2 separate regions of the Ovis aries genome follow, and region 2 is linked to region 1. Evidence: chromatin contacts called from public Hi-C data. All regions are on one chromosome and are shown on one strand. Each heading gives the region's core, a stretch centred on a gene start, on an enhancer-like site or on the middle of the called end of the contact. The rest is flanking DNA. Distances are from core to core; before and after follow the strand shown.

Region 1 (7,746 bases), core at 2,185-4,684:
CAGACAAGTTTCCCATCTTCCTGAATCTCTGCTACACTTGCGACTGAATGGGAATAAACCAAACAGCAAAAACAAAACCAGAGGCCACAGTTTTGCCCATTGAGAGTCGGACACGACTGAGCGACTTCACTTCACTTCACTTCAACCCACTCCACCAGTCCAGCTCTAGGCAACCACTAGTCTACTTTCTCTCTCTACAGATTTGCCTGTTCTGGATTTTTCATGTAAATGGAATTATACAATATGTGGTCTATTGTGACTAACTTCTTTGAGTATAGTATGTCAGAGCCTCTATAAGTACTCTATTCCTTTTCGCTGATGAATAATCATCCATTGTGTGGATTTGTTTATCTGTTTGGTGTCATTCATTAGTTGATGGACATTCGGGTTGTCTCCACCTTTTGGCTGTTTTCAGTTATGCTGCTATGAACATATGTGTACAAGTTTTTGCCTGGGAACATGTTGCATTTTTCTTGGGTACTTACCTAAGAATGGATTTGCTAGATCATATAGCAACTCTGTGTTTAATATTGATGAACAAATTTCATATCAATTTATCCCCCAAAGAACTTTTTTAAATCTTTTATTCTATTCTTTTTCAGTGTTCGCATTCCCCCATTTCTATTTGTTCTTGTGTGAATTTTATTCTTCATCATTATCTCAGTTAATTCATTTCAGAAACATGTATTAAATGCCTGCTGCATACCAGTAGCTATGTCAGGCTGTAGGGAGACTATGGTGAACTAGATGTTATTAATCTCACCATCTGGTGGGAGAGACAGAGAAGTACATGAGAATATTAAATTACTATGAGATATGGTATACTAGAGAAAATACATTGTGCTACAAGGTATCTATAGGTGAAATACCTGGGATTTCTTATTTAGTACTTAAGCAACTTAAGTTAAAGGATTTAAGGTACATCTCTGATTTCCAGTAGCTGGTATTCCCAATCGTGAATGTTGTAGAGTCCAATTTTTTGTTTGTTTTTTTTTTTTTCTCTACTAAATGCTTTATTTTTTAAATTTATTTTTTAATTGAAGGATAATTGCTTTACAGAATTTTGTTGGTTTCTGCCAAACATCAGCATGAATCAGCCATAGGTATACATATGTCCCTTCCCTCTTGAACCTCCCTCCCATCTCCCTCTTTATAGAGTCCAGTTTTTATGCTGAGATTACAAATACAGAATTATGTCAGGTGAATCACTTTAATTTTTAGTAGACTACTGTAGTTCCATTTTATAATTCAAATCATACTGGGAAAGAACATGATACAATAATTGATACTAATTTTTGGAAACTAACTTTAAACATCCTTTAAAGTGTTTGCAAAGACAGTATGCTAGCATGGTGCCTGATAAACACTGCATTTAAAAAAATAATGTTGAATGAATAAAAACATATGTATATTTAAAAAATATGAAATTGTCAACTCAGTAGTGAAACCAAGTAGAACCCTGTGGGGCCTTCCTGGGTACAAAAACCCCTGTGTGTTTCCCATTTCTTGTTTGTTTAAAAAAAAAAAAGCCTCCCCTGAAATCCTAAGGACAGGCTCAAGCAGTTCATGATTAGAGTTACCGGATTCCTAGTTCCTCCTGAAAGTATATAGATAACAATCTGATGCATACCTTTGAGTTGCTCTGAAGAAACTAAGACCCCCATCCAGGTGCAGGAAGGTGACTGCCTGCTGACCACTAGCAGGTAGACCCCAGACTGGTTGGAACTAGAAGGCTGATGACTGAGATTCCTGAAACATCACGCTGTTACCTACCACCAGTCAGTAGAAGGTCCATGAACTAATCACTCATCAGATGATCCCCTCCCACAGCACTGTCTTTAAAACCCTTGTTGAAAGGCTTTTGGGGAGTTTGAGTCTTTTGAGTACAAGCCACACATTCTCCTTGCTCGGCCCTGCAATAAACCTTTATCTGCTCCGAACTCTGACATTTTGGTTTGTTTGGCCTCACTGTGCATCAGGCACACAGACTTGCTTTTGACAACGTAGGATCATCTTCCTTCCTTCCTTCCTTTACTTTTTGCCAGCATATAGCACAGGAGAAGGAAATGGCAACCCACTCCAGTGTTCTTGCCTGGAGGATCCCAGGAATGGGGGAGCCTGGTGGGCTGCCGTCTCTGGGGTTACACAGAGTCGGACCCTACTGAAGTGACTTAGCAGCAGCAGCACAGGGCTGTATGTACATACAGAAGATGAGCAGTAAGTGAATAAAGGAATGAATTTTGTGGTGAATTTCTAGTTTAGTGTTTTACTATGCGGAATGATTCAGAGTGAATTCAATTGCAATACTTTTCTTTGATTTCTAGGACTTGCCACAAGGCTGCGGTACCCAGTTAGCACAAAGGGGAAGAATGCACCAACTACTGCAGGATTCAGCTACGGTAACTCCTTTTGTAGTTGTGTGGGTAATTTTTCTTGTAAAGAACCCATTATCACAAGGCCAGTTTAGATGCGTAGGATTGTACATAGTGGAGCTGTCTTTATAGTCTGAAATGTTAGATGATTATATTTAATAGCTGTAGTAACCCTAAGTTTTCTGTTTTCATCATTATTCATTATTTGGCAAAAAAAAAAAAAAAAAAACCTGCCTGTTTGTGAAAAAGAAGCATTACCATGTTACTTCTAAATTATATCAAAGTCTTCCTGGTTCTCACCAGGCTTGGTTGGCTACTCACAGGAATGTAAAGATGGAGGTTAGTAGAAAAGAGATCCAACTTGATTGTCTTTGTGCTACTGGTGAAAGCCTTTCAAACAGGTTAAACTCTTTCCAACTTGATGGACTTGAAAAAAAAAAAAAAAAAACCTGAAGGAGAAGAATGGTAAAGGAGGAGGTATTTGTTTAAAAAAAAAAAAAAAAAAGAGCACCTTTAACTTTCAGGCTCCATTATTAGCTGATTATGCAGCATCTTCTTTCCTTCAGTTCACTCTGCTTTTATTGTGACAGCTGAGAATGGGTCCATCGTCCTAGAGAGTAGAAAGCCACCTTCTGTAGTTTACATGCAGGTTGCAAGTCTGCTCTCTGTTTTACCAGTGATAGTATTAATTGTATAATTTTTAGATTGACTTCGGTTATAGTTTGTTTCTCACTGATTTCTACTGTGTTCTCCTGCTTAAACTTTAACCACTTTCTCCTTCTGTCTCACAGAAAAATGGGAGATTAACCCTTCAGAGCTGACCTTTATGAGGGAGTTGGGGAGTGGACTGTTTGGAGTGGTGAGGCTCGGCAAGTGGCGAGCTCAGTACAAAGTAGCCATCAAAGCTATTCGGGAAGGTGCCATGTGTGAGGAAGACTTCATAGAAGAAGCTAAAGTGATGATGTAAGTTTCTGTGTTTTTTTCTGGTTCCCCTTTCTGTATTCAGAAGTGGCCCTTTGCCAGCTAACAGCCCTGGTGGTTTCTTTCTCTGCAGTAACTCTCTGTATGCTTAACTTCCCTCCCAGGAAACTGACACACCCGAAGTTAGTACAACTTTATGGTGTATGCACGCAGCAGAAACCCATTTACATTGTTACTGAGTTCATGGAGAGGGGATGCCTTCTGAATTTCCTCCGGCAGAGACAAGGCCATTTCAGTAGAGATATTCTGCTGAGCATGTGTCAAGATGTGTGTGAAGGGATGGAGTACCTGGAGAGAAACAGCTTCATCCACAGAGACCTGGTAATCATGCCACCTGCTTCCCTGTCCCTGGCCAAATTCCTTTGTAATCTGGGTCAGCAGTTCAGTTCAGTTCAGTTCAGTCGCTCAGTCGTGCCTGACCCTTTGTGACCCCATGGACTGTAGCATGCCAGGCTTCCCTGTCCATCATCAATTCCTGGAGCTTGCTCAAACTCATGTCCATCGAGTCTGTGATGCCATCCAACCATCTCATCCCCTGTCGTCCCCTTCTCCTCCCGCCTTCAATCTCTCCCCAGCATCAGGGTCTTTTCCAATGAGTCAGTTCTTCGCATCAGGTGGCCAAAGTATTGGAGTTTCAGCTTCAACATAAGTCCTTCCAATGAATATTCAGGACTGATTTCCTTTAGGATTGACTGGTTGGATCTCCTTGCAGTCCAAGGGACTCTCAAGAGTCTTCTCCAACACGACAATTCAAAAGCATCATTTCTTTGGTGCTTAGCTTTTTTATGGTCCAACTCTGACATCAATACATGACTACTGGAAAAACAATAGCTTTGACTAGTCTACTGGAAAAACCATAGCTTTGTCAGCAGACAAGCAATGATTTATTCATACCCAAGTTTTGTTCTCAACAGTATTTCCCCATTATTTTTAAATGTGATAAATTTAACTTGCCCGATAGTTTTAACAGAAAGATCTTATTAAATCTAATACATGTAGTATATATAGTTACAGTGGTCTTATTTCCAAGTTAATAACCCTCCATTGATATTTGATCTTCACAAGAATCTCATGAGGTAGCCAGTGATAACAGATTTTCTGAGCACCGTTGTCTTATATAGGGAAATTAGCATCAGAGAAGTGAGATAATTTGCATATGGTGATAAATGGGTAAGTTAAGGGTTGACTCATCTTTTGACTTAATACTAAGGTCTTTTCTAGACTAGAAGCAGAAACTATTATATAACAAAAATCCTTCGGTTCATTTTCTTCATTGGGAAGAGATGGAGGGCCATGTTAATAACTCCAGAAAATATCAGTAATCTTTTACTGGTTCTAAATTATTATGATAGAGACACTTCTTGATTTTCCTCTGTCTTATTCTGTCTCCCTTTCTCCTCCATTCTTTTTTCTTTCTCTTTTTCTTCTCTGCCTATTATTGCCCAGTGTGTCTATTTTCAGTATGTTGGTAGAACTGTTAGTTCCTGTTAAAGTAGTACTTTGGCCACCTCATGCGAAGAGTTGACTCATTGGAAAAGACTCTGATGCTGGGAGGGATTGAGGGCAGGAGGAGAAGGGGACGACAGAGGATGAGATGGCTGGATGGCATCACCAATTCATTGGACGTGAGTTTGGATGAACTCCGGGAGTTGGTGATGGACAGAGAGGCCTGGTGTGCTGCAATTCATGGGGTCGCAAAGAGTCAGACACGACTGAGCGACTGAACTGAAACTGAAAGTATACAACACTCTATTATTAACTGTAGTAATCATGCTATGTCTTAGATACTCAGAACTTATAACTGAAAGTTTGTACCCTTTGACCAACATCTCTTATTTCCCCTATCCCCTAACCCCTGGCAGTCACCAGTATACTCTCTCTTTATAAAAGTTCTGTTCTTTTTAACCCCCGCTTAGACTCCATGGGTAAGTGATACCATACAGTGTTCGTCTTTCTCTGACTGACCTTTTTCACTTGACATAGTTTATTCCAGATTCATCCACGTTGTTGCAACTGATGGGATTTCCTTCTTTTTTATGGTTGAATAATGTTCCATTCTGCATGCCTGTGTGTGTATATTTATATACATGTGTGTATATATATATATATATAAAAGCAGAGACATTACTTTGCCGACTAAGGTCTGTCTAGTCAAGGCTATGGTTTTTCCAGTAGTCATGTATGGATGTGAGAGTTGGACTGTGAAGAAGGCTGAGCGCCAAAGAATTGATGCTTTTGAACTGTGGTGTTGGAGAAGACTCTTGAGAGTCCCTTGGACTGCAAGGAGATCCAACCTGTCCATTCTGAAGGAGATCAACCCTGGGATTTCTTTGGAAGAAATGATGCTAAAGCTGAAGCTCCAGTACTTTGGCCACCTCATGCGAAGAGTTGACTCATTGGAAAAGACTTTGATGCTGGGAGGGATTGGGGGCAGGAGGAGAAGGGGACGACCGAGGATGAGATGGCTGGATGGCATCACTGACTCGATGGACGTGAGTCTGAGTGAACTCCAGGAGTTGGTGATGGACAGGGAGGCTTGGTGCTGCGATTCTTGGGGTCGCAAAGAGTTGGACACGACTGAGCAACTGAACTGAACTGAACTGATGCTTGTATATATGTACACACAGGTGTACACACACACACACACTACACATGCATGCAGAATGGATGTATATATACATACACACACATACACACACACACATACACACACACACCCCACATTGTCTTTATTCATTCACCCACTGATGGACACTTACATTGTTACCATATCTTGACTGTTGTGAATAGTGTTGCTATGTATACGGGAGTGCAGATATTCCTTTAAGACACTAATTTTGTTTCCTTTGGATATGTACTCATAAGTGGGATTGCTGGTTCATATGGTCGTTCTATTTTTAATGTCTTGAGGAACCTCCATACTGCTTTCCGTAGTGGCTGTACCAATTTGCATTTCCACCAACAGCATACAAATATTCCTCTTTTTCTGCCTTTTATATTTCTTGCTAGTGTTTGTAATCTTGTGTTTTTGTTGGAGTAATTCTAATAGGTGTGAAGTGATATCTCATTGTAGTTTTGCTTGCATTCCCCTGATGGTTTGTGGTGTCGAGCCCCTTTTCGTATATATACTGACCATTTGTGTATCTTGTTTTTTGTTTGCTGTGCCTTGTGGCATGCAGGATATTAGTTCCCTGACCAGGGATTGAATCCGTGCTCCCTGCAGTGGAAGTGCAGAGTCCTAACCAGCGGACCACCAGGGAATTCCCTGTGTGTCTTTTTTGATGAAGTATGTATTCTGTCCTTTGCCCATTTTTCAGTCAAATATTTGCTTTTTTTTTGGCTATTGAGTTGAATGAGTTCCTTATTTATTTTAGATATTAACGCTTTATCAGAATGGTTTACAAACATTTTTTCCCATTCTGTGGTTTGCCTTTTCATTCTGTTGATTGTTTCCTTTGCTGTGAAAAAACTTCTCATTTTGGTGTAGCCCTAGTTAGTTTATTTGTGCTTTTGTTGCCCATGCTTTCGTGTCATATCCAAAAGTTAATTTTGTGTATGGTGTAAGGTTAGGGTCCAAGTTCATTATTTTGCATATGGATATTTGAATTTCCCAGCACCATTTATGGGAGAGATTATCCTTTCCCTATTGTGTGTTCTTGGTGCCCATGTTAAAGATTATTTAACCATACATGCGTGGGTTTAGTTCCAGTTTCTCTGTTTCTGTTCCGTTGGCCTATGTTTCTCTTTTTGTGCCTGTACCATACTGTTTTGATTACTATATTTCTGTAATCTGGTTCAAAATCAGGAAGTGTGATGCCTCCAGCTTTATTATTTTTCAAGATTCTTCTGGCTAGTCAAGATCTTTTGTAGTTCCATATGGATTTTAGGATTATTTTTTATATTCTATGAAAAATGCAGTAGAATGTTGATAGGGTTGCATTTCATCCATAGATAATTTTAGGTAGTATGGACATTTTGTCAGTATTAATTCTTCCACTCTGTGAACACGGGCCATCTTGCCACTTAATTGTGTCTTCTTCAGTTTCTTTCATCAGTCTTATAGTTGTCAATGTACAGGTCTTTCACCCCCTTGGTTAAATTTATTCCTACATATGTTAATGTTTTTTGTACTATTGAAATTCACTTGGTTTCTTAATTTCTCTCAGTTCATTGTTAGTGTATAGAAACAAAACTGATTTTTCTGTTTATTTTGTATCCAACTTTACTGAATTCTTTTATTTTCTTAACAGTTTTTTAGTGGAGTCTTTATAGTTTTCTATATATAAGATCATGTCATCTGCAAACAGCAACAGTCTTACTTTTCTATTCTAGTTTGGATGCCTTTTATTTTCTTTTCTCATCTTGTTCTGGCTAGGACTCCCAAGTACTGTGT
Region 2 (7,746 bases), core at 3,833-6,332, 150 kb before region 1:
CTGAGCATGTGAGCATGTGTGCACATACACGTGCATGCACACACACAGAGGATATGTTAAGGATGGTGTTACACTTTTTAAATTTAATTTTCATAAGGTTTCTTCCACACTTATTTAATTAACCTACTGCTTTTAATGATACCCTGATATGCCATACTATTGATTAATTTTGCTTAAAAATTTCCCTGTTACTGGGCATTTATTTTATTATTATGAGTGATGATCATATAAATTTATTATTATGAGTGATGAATAATATTCTTTATTATTATGAGTGATGATCAGTAAAGTGTGGAAAATTCTGAAAGAGATGGGAATACCAGACCACCTGACCTGCCTCTTGGGATATCTGTATGCAGGCCAGGAAGCAACAGTTAGAGAACTGGACATGGAACAACAGACTGGTTCCACATAGGAAAAGGAGTACGTCAAGGCTGTATATTGTCACCCTGCTTATTTAACTTATATGCAGAATACATCATGAGAAACGCTGGGCTGGAAGAAGCAAAAGCTGGAATCAAGATTGCCGGGAAAATCTCAATAATGTCAGATATGCAGATGACACCACGCTTATGGCAGAATGTGAAGAAGAACTAAAGAGCCTCTTGATGAAAGTGAAAGAGGAAAGTTAAAAGTTGGCTTAAAGCTCAACATTCAGAAAACGAAGATCATGGCATCCGGTCCCATTACTTCATCAGCAGAAACAATGGCTGACTTTATTTTTTGGGGCTCCAAAATCACTGCAGATGGTGACTGCAGGCATGAAATTAAAAGACGCTTACTCCTTGGAAGGAAAGTTATGGCCAACCTAGGCAGCATATTAAAAGGCAGAGACATTACTTTGTCAACAAAGGTCCGTCTAGTCAAGGCTATGGTTTTTCCAGTAGTCATGTATGGGTGTGAGAGTTGGACTATAAAGAAAGCTGAGCACCAAAGAATTGATGCATTTGAACTGTGGTGTTGGAGAAGACTCTTGAGAGTCCCTTGGATTGCAAGGAGATCCAACCAGTCCATCCTAAAGGAGATCAGTCCTAGGTGTTCATTGGGAAGACTGATGTTGAAGTTGAAACTCCAATGCTTTGGCCACCTCATGCGAAGAACTGACTCATTTGAAAAGACCCTGATGCTGGGGAAGATTGAGGGCAGGAGGAGAAGGGGACGACAGAGGATGAGACGGTTGGATGACTCAGTGGAGATGAGTTTGGGTGGACTCTGGTAGTTGATGATGGACAGGGAGGCCTGGCGTGCTACGGTTTATAGGGTCTCAAAGAGTCTGACACGACTGAGCAACTGAAATGAACTGATGATCTTATGCACATGCTTTGTACATGATGCTTTTTCCTTCTTTTGAATGATTAATTTCCCAGCTGTCCCCAGGAGTATAATTTTTGATTTTGTGTCCAACATAAAACTCTTTCCTCCCATGTATTTAGTTCCAATGAAGCAACCATTGTACTTTTTACATGTACTTTCAGTACATGATGGGAAGAGAGGCAGACATATCATATCACCACAATGAAGTGATGTTCATGTAGGAACAGACTCTATACAAGACTGATAAGGTCTACATTATTAGCATCATTGTTGTTATCATTCATTTATTCCACAAACACTTACTATTCACCTTGGATGGGCGTGGACAATGGTTAGGAAGAAAGTTACAAAAGGGGGCCAGAGATGTACAAAAAAGAGTGGGAGAAGCTCCAAATGCTAAACACCAGTTTATTTACAAACTTTCCTTGTTGATTCTGCATGTCTTCTCAGGCATCATGTGGAATCTATCTGTAAGTTAAAAAGAGGCATTTTCTTTTCTCAAGGAACTAAGATTATATCAACCTGATATTTCTCAGCTAAATATATGAATTTTATGAAGCCATGTGGATATATGGTAAGAAGGAAGTCCCTCTCTCAAAGAAGTCATAGATCGCCTTTTTCCCCCCTTCTGCATTTCAATTTTATTAAAATAAATAGGGCAGTAAGAATGTTTGCATCTTCTCCTTGGAGGAAGAGGAAGAAATCTCGTCAGGTCCATCATCAGATTCCTTCTTTTGAAGAGGCCCAACCTAAAAGTTTGAGTTACATAAGCCTAACCTTGTATACTATTTTCTTTTCTTAAAAAAATTTTTTTATTGGAGTATAGTTGATTTACAATGTTGTGTTAGTTTCAGGTACACAGCAAAATGAATCAGTTATACATATATATATATATATATATATCTCCACTCTCTTTTAGATTCTTTTTCCATATATGCCATTTCAGAGTTACGTATATTAATAAAAGAATGAAATTAGAACACTCCCTAACACCATACACAAAGAGAAACTGAAAATGGATTAAAAACCTAAATCTAAGGCTGGATATTATAGCACTGTTAGAGGAAAACATAGGCAGAACACTGACATAAACTGCAGCTAGATCTTTCTTTACATTAAAAAATAAATTTTGTATTGGTGTATAGCTGATTAACAACCAATGTTGTGATAGTTTCAGGTGTGCAGCGAAGGGATTCAGTCATACATAATATGTATGCTGTTTTCTATTAAAGCTACTGCTCATTTCACATAAGAAATAGTACAGGTTAAATTTTTTTGTAAGTCTACCACATCCTGAATTCAGTTTTACACCTTTTCATTAATGTAGCTGAAGCTCTCTTTCTGACATTATCTCTAAAAACACTGCTGAAAACCAATGCCAGTACTCTCTACTGGCTTTGGAGATGATATACATGTGTTAATCACCTACTTATGCTTGTTGACTGGTAGTATAAACAATGCTTTCTTCAGGAAATGGTATGATGTTATGGAAACTAATTATTACCAATAGAGTTACATTTACCTAGATGTTTTGTTTACAGATCAGTCTATGGTTTTCTTGAGATCAGAGAGTGACAATCCAGACCTTCTCTTCTAAGAAGAGAAGTGATTTATGAAGGTGTTATGTGAGGATCGGGATTTGCTTCCCTTTCCATCAAACTTCACAAACTTTAAGAGCCTCATTTCCACCAAGTCAAAAACAGGAATCACCAGACTTGCCTCCCTCCAGGGAAAGAAAGCTGAAAATCAGTTCTTTTAATCACCACAAATATCTGTTAAACTCTTAAGACAGTAACTTTTACCTTTTTTGGGGGCAATTTGATGAAAATTCTAAGTTCTCTCCCTTATACATATATATGTGAGCATCTTTTCTTGGGAGAAAGCCAACTTTATTACCATAATTACATAATTATAATTTGTGCACACACAAAAGTATACATTTTGCATACTTTCAGAAGGTTCCTGACCTCTTCTCCCTCAAAGAACACCTTCCCTGGGGGAAATTCTTTAACCAGTCAACAGGCAGCAGAGAAGAGACTGGGGCTGCGAAGAGGCAAGATCACCAAAGAGAAATTTTACTAGATTCATTCTGAGACATCATACTCAAGGCCCTCACCTGAGTGAAAGAGGTTTTGGAATCAGAAAGCCTTGGTTCAAATCTGTGCTCTCTTCCCATCGCCCCTTCCTCTTAGGCAAATCATTAATCATCACATTTTTTTTTTTTTCTGTAAAAAGGAATCTTATCAGACTTCTCGGGGTTATTGTATGAGCAAAAGAGAGATAATATATAGGAAGGCATGCTTTTAGGTCTCCAACAAGCAGGAGGTAGAATGAGGATTAATGAATGTGACTTTCCCTTTGCTTCATCTTCAGGCTGACTACCTGGCTGATCAGCTCCCAGCTCCACTGTCACCTCCTTTGAGAAGCCTCGGGAACAACTAGATCTGTGGTCTTTCCCTCCCCACACTCTCAAATCCATCACCCTACTGTATTTTAGTCAGGAGGCTTCTTGCACCTGCAATGGCTTCATTTTTCACTTGCTTATTGATGACTGACTGTCCCTTTCGCCCCATTATACTAAAAGCTTCTGGAGGGCAGAGTCCTTGTATTTCTCTGGGCTCTAACAGCTCATGAGACATGTGCTGTGCCGTGCTTAGTGGCTCAGTCGTGTCTGACTCTTTGCAACCCCACAGACTATATAGCCCGCCAGGCTCCTCTGTCCACGGGATTCTCCAGGCAAGAATACTGGAGTGGGTTGCCATTTCCTTCTCCTCATGAGATATGGTGGACACTCAAATTTGGTGAGCCAGGAGAGCTGTGGTTTAGCGTTCAAAATCAGGAGGCAGACTACAGGGATTTGAATTCCAGCCTTTCAATTTGTTGTTGGGTGACATTAGGTAGGTTCTTTAAATTCTCTGTGCCTTTCACCCTACATAAACTGGTGGACTTTTATGGAGTCGCAGAGAGTCAGAAAGGGCTGAGCCACTGAGCGAGAACACACACACACACACACACACACACACACACACACACCCGACCACATGACCTGTTGTGATAGTTCCATGGGGTCACACACACAAACACACCACATGACCTGTAGGTGTATCAGATGCGCTCTGCTGCTTCAGGTTGGACAGAAAAAGACTTATTCTTTTGGTAACACACACACACACACACACACACACACACCCCGACCACGTGACCTGTTGTGATAGTTCCATGGGGTCACACATGCACACACACACCACGTGACCTGTAAGTGTATCAGATGCGCTCTGCTGCTTCAGGTTGAACAGAAAAGACTTATTCTTTTGGTAAAACTGGCTGCTTCGCTCCACCTCACTGCGTTACCACCTGGCTCGCCACCATTTAGCGGAAGGGGAGGTGCGGTCCCTAGTTCCGATCGAGTCCCCGCTCACCCACAGGTGGCACTGCTCGGGGCTCTCCCGGGCCAGGGGTGTCCGTGTCCTCGCGGGGCGGTTGAGGGGGGCAGGAAGGAGGAGGTTCCTGCGTCCAGGAAACACCAGGGACGTTCCCGCGACTTCCTCGAAACTTCCGCTGGGTCCCGGGAGTCGGAACGCGTAAGCGACCCACTCCCACCTTCAGTCTCAGCACCGCAGCAGAGCAGTGGGAACAGGTCGCCGCCGGCCTCCGGCAGCTGGAGGCGGAGCCCTCGCGGGCCGGGCGGTCGCCGGGCCGGTCGGGGCGGGGAGAGCCGAGGAGGGGGCGGGGCTCCAGGCACAGGACTCCGAGGCTCGGGCGGACTTCAGTGTCCCGGGCTCCGCGAAGCCGCTGCGCTCCAGCCAGGTAAGGGCGCTGCGGGCAGGCGAGGGCGGCCCAGGGCCTGCGCCACTCGGGGCGGGGAAGGGTGGGTGGGGATGTGTGCGGCGAGAGGAGAGTTCCAGCAGCTCAGAGGCTGACTCTCGTGGAACCAGGAAGGATTTTCTCTACCCCGCGCGGCCGTGAGCCCGAGCGCGCCGCCCCAGGTGAGGAACCCCGTCCCCTGCGGGCTACGGAGGGACAGGTGCGCGTCCCGGCGTAGCCGCGCCTTCCGGCGGCCCCAGCCTCTCGGTCTCCCGGGCTCCGGTGCTGGCTTCTCCCGAGGAGCGCCCGCCCTTCTCCTTGAGTCTCGGGACAGAGGCCGCCCTGCCCCAAATTCAGCGTTGGGTTCACTTCCCAGCCGCGCCGCGGACTTCATTCCTTCTCTCTGCTTGGGCAGCAGCGAAGTCTTGATGCGAGAGTTGGCAGAATCGACAGACTTTCCACGGTTGCATGTGTCTGAGTGCCTGTCCCCACCAGCCTTACATTTTTTTTTTTTTCAGCCTTACATTTTTAAATCTGGGAAACTGTGTATGAATCTTGATAGCAGGGAGTCGGTGAATACATGTGTTGGGAAAACTAGGGCCTTGACTCCGGGGTGTGCGCTTTCCTTCAGATCCTAAATTTCCTTTTGGTTTGATTTTGTTTTTTTTTTTTTTCCTCCATGGAAGAACAAGAAGTTGCTGTGTATCAGATTCGGAAACAGTCTCATCTGTTGCCATTCTTTGGAAACTGGAAGACTTGATTAGAAGGGTAGGTCTCAGTGTTAAGTTAGAACAACAGGATGACTGGTGGCTAAGTGGGTTTGAAGCTTATCCAGAATAGTTAAGTGTTCTGAGCATATACCCTGTGTTTTTCCAGTGAATGCCCATTTTTTTTCCTCTTCGGAAATTCTGAGAATTCACTTTTTTTTCTAGATAATTCTTCCCTAAAGAGCTAGAAAGGAGGAAACACTCCAACAAACCAGTAGGTTTCCCAAGTAAGTTTAGGATTTAACAGGTTGGTTTGTGATACTGGTAGGTTAGTTGTTGAGAATTGCATGGAGTGTCATGATTTACATGGAGAATAGAAAATGTGTATAACAGTCTCCTTAAGTATTTGAATTTTTTATTTTTTTTTTGGTTTAGGCACATTTTCATTGTTTAGGGAAAAACCATACTTTCCCAATACTCGTTAATCTGATCAGTATATTCTTTTGTCAGTTCTAGGTGCTTACTGCATTTGTGTTAATGATCTTGATTCTTCCCAGAGGGTGTGTACATTTTGGTTTGTAGAACTGTATAGGGCAAGCGTTGCAAACACATGGGAATCAGTGTTGTTTGACTGGCAAACCTCTAGTTTGCCACACACAGGTTCTTGAACTAGAATTTTGACATCTTCCCAAATAGAAAAAAAAAAGAATATTAATGTATGCTCTAGCACTGTCAACCTGTTCCTTGCTTATTGTGTATCAAAATAGTCATATTTTGTCAGCAGCTAGTCACTCAAGGGCAGAGTCTATGTTTTATCAGATCTTAGTGAATCTCAAGAAAAAGGCGATCTTTGCTTCCTAAGTTGACCCTGGACAGGATGGCAGGTGGCATTGTGGCTGTGTCTGGCCACTTTTTGCTTGAGGAAGAATTGCTGGTAGAGACCTTCCTCTGTGTGTACAGAGCGCTGGCAGCCTGAGCCTTGCGCTCCAGGCATATCTCTACCTACAGGTTCCTCCAGGTTGACCTGGTTGGTGCCTCCCTTCCCCACCCCAGCTCTTCCAGCTCCTTGGCTTCCATCCCACTACACTGCTCCCTGGGATTCCACCCCTGGAGAGAATCATTTTCTTGTTCAGGGCAGGGATAGTCCACGTAGTTGACAGGGCTGTTGACACCCAGCTTGGTGCATAGATGCTGTTGATGATGGGGCTGCCCGTTTCAGAGCCCTTACTGTGTTCTTTTTCCAGTGTACTCAGGCAAAGTGGAGCAACTGACGTCGAACCCAGATCAATCGCTGTGAAGGCTAGCTGCCTTGGTTGGATTAACTGGAGTCTGCTAGAAAGGAGTGCAATTGGTCCATGGTCCCTGGCAGTTCTAAAATTATCCCGTCCCAGGAGATTATGCCATGAGACTAGCTTTGTTGAAAAGAACCCCAGAGGAGAAAGGCATAGCAGTTGTCTTCACCTACAAGCATGCCTCCACCCAGGCTTGCCTTTGCATCTCTACTCTGGCTCAGCCAGTCCTTCTTGGTTTGGATTATAACTATTAACTTTCCCACTAAGTCTGACTGTTCAGAGCTCAGATGACCGCAGCTGCATGGTCTAGATGTAGAAAATGATATTTTCTTTTGTTTAGGTGAAACAAGGCTGGAATTTTCCCAAACAAATTGTTATTAGGGAAACAGAGCAAAAGCAAATAATAAAAGGGCACAGAAGCCACTATGCTTTTTGTTTTGTTATATTCTTCTCTCTTTTCAGTTTTAGTTTTAAACTTTTAATCCAAGTTACATTTTTCCCTCTTCAGAAATAAACACTTGTGATTCCCTGAGCTGGTTATATTGATATTTATTCCTTGTAGGCGATACTTGTTGCATTTTTCAGTTTGAAGGTTTATCTGTTCACTTCCCGCTGTGGAAGATGATGAC

What was found. Hi-C and Micro-C count contacts between places; a contact is called where the count stands out from the background.
Region 2: a contact with region 1 is called in a Hi-C map of blood, with 3 times the contacts expected there. The contact joins the promoter of TEC here to the enhancer-like site in region 1. A contact is called at or near these places in 8 of 16 Hi-C or Micro-C datasets (blood, hypothalamus, liver and 2 more).

The regions. Positions count from the first base shown.
Region 1 is chr6:67,517,134-67,524,879 of ARS-UI_Ramb_v3.0, reverse strand. It overlaps TEC (tec protein tyrosine kinase), which reads left to right. Exons shown (of 19, transcript XM_060417079.1): 13 at 2,325-2,399; 14 at 3,164-3,335; 15 at 3,458-3,674. Among named protein-coding and RNA genes, the nearest start is that of TXK, 14 kb to the right of the region's middle. Within about 2 kb of position 3,434, at least 7 of the 54 cell types and tissues checked have an H3K27ac peak or open chromatin away from gene starts, as enhancers often do.
Region 2 is chr6:67,664,356-67,672,101 of ARS-UI_Ramb_v3.0, reverse strand. It overlaps TEC (tec protein tyrosine kinase), which reads left to right and starts at 5,082. Exons shown (of 19, transcript XM_060417079.1): 1 at 5,082-5,121.